Linked DNA regions of Mus musculus: region 2 is linked to region 1. The links are chromatin contacts, called in public Hi-C maps. All regions are on one chromosome and are shown on one strand. Each heading gives the region's core, a stretch centred on a gene start, on an enhancer-like site or on the middle of the called end of the contact. The rest is flanking DNA. Distances are from core to core; before and after follow the strand shown.

Region 1 (2,632 bases), core at 61-2,560:
TCTCCCTCTGCAGCCAGTTCTGATCTCCCTTCCTGCAAACCATTGGCTTTTCTTGGTCTTCCCCGTTTCCGTTTCAGAGGATCGTTCTTCTTATTGGAAATAACCACCACTGGCGTCCCAGTGCAGTTCAAAGCTGGTGGCTTTGGGGCGCTATGGTTATCCTGGAAGTCTGCGTATGCCTTTACCAGGTCATAGACTTTTAAGAACTGAGCAGTAGCCAGGATCTGCTCTGTCGTTTTCTCACTGGCATGTAGATAACCTGTATAGATAAATTCCAGCAGGATGCCAAAGGTGTCTGCAACCATGCCTTCCAGCATGTAGATAGACTGGCCAATCTCGCCCTCTTCCGCAAACATCATTGAGAAATACTCGCTACTGGCGGCCAGCAAGGCTTTATGGGCTCGGAAATGCACATTCTCCACGATTAAAGTAATATCACAAAGAAAGCCCTTCTTCCTTTGATCCTCCAGACTGGCCAGCACAGTGTCACTGTGAGTGTCTGAGTGTACCATAAGCTGCCCACAAGGCTCCGGGGTTGTGTCTGCCATTTTCTCCAGAAGACTCTGAAGAGGCTTAAATCTGAAATAAAAAATCAATGTTTATTTAGGAAGAAGTATTGCCTAACTAGACTGTTCGTGTTCCAGCTGTCACAACCCAGTTTTTTTTTTTTTTTTTTTTTTTTTTTTACATTATCACCTTCTACACTCTACTTGGAAAGCCAAGCCTTGGGTTCCTCCCCTTGTTGCGGCTACCCTGCTGGATGCCTCTCCAGTACCCACATAACCTCTTACGGTGGGGAATTTCCTCTGGAAATTAGAGAACGGGTTCAAAAGTCTGTACGGCCCTCCGGTCCGTTAACTTTGTAATTAAACTTTCAAAGTGTGGCGGCACAAAGTTGGAGTTGGGGGTGTGCTGCCTCGATGCTACACACGGAATAGCTGTTTCGACTATAGGAACATATATGAGAAATATGGGAACGAACCCACGCAAGGGAGATCTACGGTGAAATAACGCGCGGATTCAGAGGCCCCGCTCTGAGCAGCGGCGCCCGGAGCTCCGTCCCAGGCCTGGGGCCTGAGTCCCGCGGACGTTCCGCGGCCCAAGGCCCCGGGCCGAACCAACCGGCCGCGGACCTACCTGTCAGGGCCGCCCCGCAGGGACTTGCTACGGTCAGCCCACCCGGCTGCCCAGAGGGCACTAACCGGGCCTGTCGCCGGTCCCCGCCCCCGCCACCACTACGCTGTAGCTCCGGACTCCCGGCGTCTGTCAACCCGGAAGCGCGCACAAGGGCCGTAGCATCACGTGACCCCGGAGCCCCGCCCCGAGGGCGGGCTTTGCTGTGGAATCCGGAAAGGGAGGGTCTGGTGCGGAAACCTGCCAATCTGCGGAAATTTACCTCCAGTTACCCCGCTGAGTTTCCTTTAGACCTCAGTAGACACCACATCCGCTGATTAGATGCTGAGCATAAAGACGGCGGTGGCTTCAATCAGCAGATATTTACCTCCTGAATGAATCCTCTTCCTCGCTTTCCTTCCCAAGTTACTCATCCTCAGCTCTGTGTTTATCCATAAAATGGAGGTGTTAACCTACCTGGTACGGTTAGAATGAGCTTAGTAAGTGCTTGGCTTGGCTAAAAAGACCGAAACGACCGCTGTTTTTATTTAGATTTATGGCACTTCTGAGAGACTATTGAGGGTTTCAGTTGTCTCAGGACAGTGTCGCTCCCTCTGAGACCTATGGGTATGGGAGAGTTCTCTAAATAAAAACCTGGGTAGGATCTGCTGTGGCTCTGTGTTCCGGACCAATGCTCCTAAGTCCCGCTCAGATTCGTTCCGGACCTACTCCAACTGTGCCAGCAGCTTCCGCTCAGCGTTTATGCATCGCGTGTACCTAATTATCTCTACTTTGTCCACTTCCAGATTATAAATTTGCCATCTATATTGCCCACAATTTGGAAACTAAAGATGGAATTACCAGCCGGACTCTTTCTTTCTTACTAGTTTTTATTAAAAGTGTAAGACCCCCAAAGCTGGGCCTCCGCTCAAGTCCCGGGATGAGCTGGCCAGCACCCCAGTGTCCCGAGAGAAAACCACACCTGATGCAAACTGCAAGAGGTTTTATTATCAGCTAGCTGAGGACGAAGTGTCTCCCTAAGTGTCTCCGCATTAGAGATCAGGGAAAACAAGCTTGGGGAACGTCTAGGGGCTTTACCTTCCAGGGAGAAACGCTCTAAGTTGGGGTCTCACAAAAGCAGCTCATACCACACAGGTATGAGCTCTGTGGTTTCCCCCTTATCTTTACAGAGTTATCTAGTGCACTCTATCCAGAGCTCCCTCGAAATCGGTCAGATATGTGGGCGTCCGAGTGGGATGCCAGGAGAGCTTTGCTTGACTTCTGCACTCCAGAAGGAACAAGGGTGGTTGTGGGATTGGGGATTTTGTTCAGTGATAGAGCACTGGGTTCTGGATTCTGCCCTCAGCACCGAGAGGAAAATAATAATAATAATGATAATGATAATAATGATAAAAAGACAGAAAGAACAAGGGTCAGTCTTTCAACTTTGCTTTCACATAGGTTTTTGTTTGGTTTTCTGCTGAAAGAATTGCAGTAAAAACAATGCAATAAAAACTCC
Region 2 (2,632 bases), core at 42-2,541, 430 kb before region 1:
GGAGGGTGTGGGTGTGGGAGTCTTTGTCTCAGAGCCTCTCTCCCTGTTACTCCACCTAGTATTTCTTCTCAGATCTCTGTGACCTCCAGATCATCAGGGCTATCTTACTTTGCCCACCTGACCTAGTAACTGTGCCTCACAGTACTTGTATTCCTCTCTGGTAAGAGAAAGGTCTTAGGGCCTAAGCTAGCTCACAGTACTCACCGTGAGTGACAGTGCATTATCTCTATCTCGTTTGTCTCTTAGAGATGCACATCATTAAGCTCTGAGGGCTTGAGCTGCTGCCTCCCAGGTGCCTTTGTGTGCGCCCACCAGCAGCGAGAGCATGTAGACTTTAAAGTGGCGTGTCAATTAAAGTATTGGCTCAGTGTGGGCTTGACAACCAGTTCAATATAGTTTTGTTAAAGATATGGAGACTTGGGGGCTGCATAAGTCCTCAGAGGCAGGGCAGCTCAGCTTGTTCCAGGGTTAGCTGTTTTTAGCCTCTCCCTCCTCCTTGGGAAGCTACAGATACTTCCAGGCCGCTTTGATTTCTTTCTTGCACTGGCAAGACAAGGTTGCCGAGCAGCATGTATAACTCACTTGTTAAGTCAGGCCGGCACATGCAAGTCAGACACTGGCTGTGTACAGACCATTGTCTGACAAGACGTGTGGAACATTGTGTAACCCAGCTTGGCTTTAACTATCCACAGGGCCAGTTAGGGTGAAGTGATAGGGAGGTGGCTCTATTGAGATGAAGTTAAATAGCATCATTCAGTCAGCAGACAGTCACTTCTCAGCATCATCAAATTAAAAGGGAATGGATCAGATTGGAACTATTAGGAGGTCCAGGAGAGGCGAGTGTGGGGATTGACTGTTGGTCTTCTACGACTCTAGACGTTACCAAAGGTTTTGAGGGGACATGCTGATACAAGTCAAAGGTAGCTCAAGACACTAAATACATGACATAAGCAAGTAGAAAAGATGTCTTAGACTATGAATATATAGATATTGTGTAATTTAAAAAATAGCTTTTGGAGCTATTACTTCATTTATACCTAAATTTAAAAACTCACTCCAAAAGAGATTAAAAATGAAATCTGTATTTTAGTCTGTGCACCAGACACAATTAGAACTTAAAAAAATGTTAAGATACTGTATGCTAACTTTACAAAATGATGGGTTAAAAAACAATTCTAAACTTCAGCAGATGGGGGAGGGGAGGGAAGGAGAGGGCAGGGCAGGCAAAGCCACAGGGTGCACTTCAAATGGGTCACCCTCAACTTTTTAACTTTCTCTAAGAACAAAACACATGCCTAGCAACACATCAGCCAATCACAAAGCAGACAAACACGAAGACTTCAACTGCTCCAGATACCAATGGGGTGCAACCTTCAATTTTTTTTCTTTTAAATTATATAGTGTCAGATGTCAGAGCAGAACACAACAACTTATAAAGCAGGATACACTGTCCCAGGTTAAAAGTAACTGATAAAAATCTCTTCATCAACTCTTGAAAAAATATATTAATATCATACCAATCATTTATTTCTTTCATCTTCATATGACACATAGAATATATATTAAATAGGATATATACTAAAATTGCCATTAATGCATTTAAATAAAAATATAGAATTTGTGGAAAACTTTCTTTGTACAGGTTGGAAATAAGAGTTGGAATCTTTATAAGAAATTCTTTTTAAATGACCTAACAATTTCCAACATTCATGGGAAACTTGAATACTGAAAGGCAGCAGAGCACCTCCAAGAGTATAACAATGGTTAGATCAGCCAGACACAAACATGGCCTTCAAACTGAAGGCGGCCCAGGTCCTGTTTTTCCTCCTTGGCAGGCCACAGCCGCCTTGGACACGTTTCCTGAGGATTCTGGAGACGTTTCCAGAGTGTTGCTGGTGTCACTGTCATGTACAGTTTTTTCAGGTCTCAGCACTCCCTTACTCTGAAGGCTAATTTACAATACAGGCAGGAACAAACAAAGGTTAGGTTTCTTTCACTTTGCTTTGTCTTGCTGAATTCAGAAAGCATTCTAAAGCAATTTCCAGTATTTCCTGTGAAAATTTCCAAGGGCTACGCTTAATTTTCTCTTTAATTTATTTTGTATGTATGTATGTATTTACATGCATGTGCATGATGTCTGTTGTGGGCACATGTGCCTTGGAGTGGGTGTGAAGATCAGAGGCTAATTTTGTTCTCTGCCTGCTACCTGTCCATGGAAGATGGATGGTAGTGTAGTGTGGGTGGGGGGAGGTAGAAGGAGGCTGAGGGGGTGGGGAGGTGAAAGGGGTGGGGAGGTAGAAGGGTGGTGATTATGATGGAGTCAAACCAGGCTGAGCCATTCACTGGCCTGAGTCCCTTTTGGCACTCACTGTAAATCCTTTGCTGGGCCATGGCTGGTTGGAGAGCACATGCCTGGCATGTTTGAAACCCTAAGCCCCTACCTACTCCAACACCCACCCTGACAATTGCTAGTTTTGGTTCCCTAAATCGCAATATTGTAAGTAGACTGGCTTGACTTGCTGTGATCATCCATTATTTTCTAAATTTGTCAGACTTGTTAAAACACAGGTTTGCTAATAATAGTGCAGACTGCAGTAAAAAAAAAAAAAAAAAACAAACCAAACCAGAATGC

What was found. Hi-C and Micro-C count contacts between places; a contact is called where the count stands out from the background.
Region 2: a contact with region 1 is called in a Hi-C map of CD4 T cells, with 2.8 times the contacts expected there. The contact joins the enhancer-like site here to the promoter of Zbtb24 in region 1. A contact is called at or near these places in 1 of 484 Hi-C or Micro-C datasets (CD4 T cells), 2 of 115 datasets of contacts at active chromatin or transcription factors (effector CD8 T cells and memory CD8 T cells) and 2 of 9 other capture datasets (adipose tissue and liver).

Annotation. Positions count from the first base shown.
Region 1 is chr10:41,449,036-41,451,667 of GRCm38.p6, reverse strand. It overlaps Zbtb24 (zinc finger and BTB domain containing 24), which reads right to left and starts at 1,310. Exons shown (of 7, transcript NM_153398.3): 1 at 1,138-1,310; 2 at 1-579. The coding sequence starts at 548.
Region 2 is chr10:41,879,615-41,882,246 of GRCm38.p6, reverse strand. The region is part of intron 1 of Sesn1 (sestrin 1); the gene reads right to left. Among named protein-coding and RNA genes, the nearest start is that of Sesn1, 70 kb to the right of the region's middle. Within about 2 kb of position 1,291, at least 47 of the 459 cell types and tissues checked have an H3K27ac peak or open chromatin away from gene starts, as enhancers often do. A contact at or near this core is called in adipose tissue and effector CD8 T cells, where this site is marked.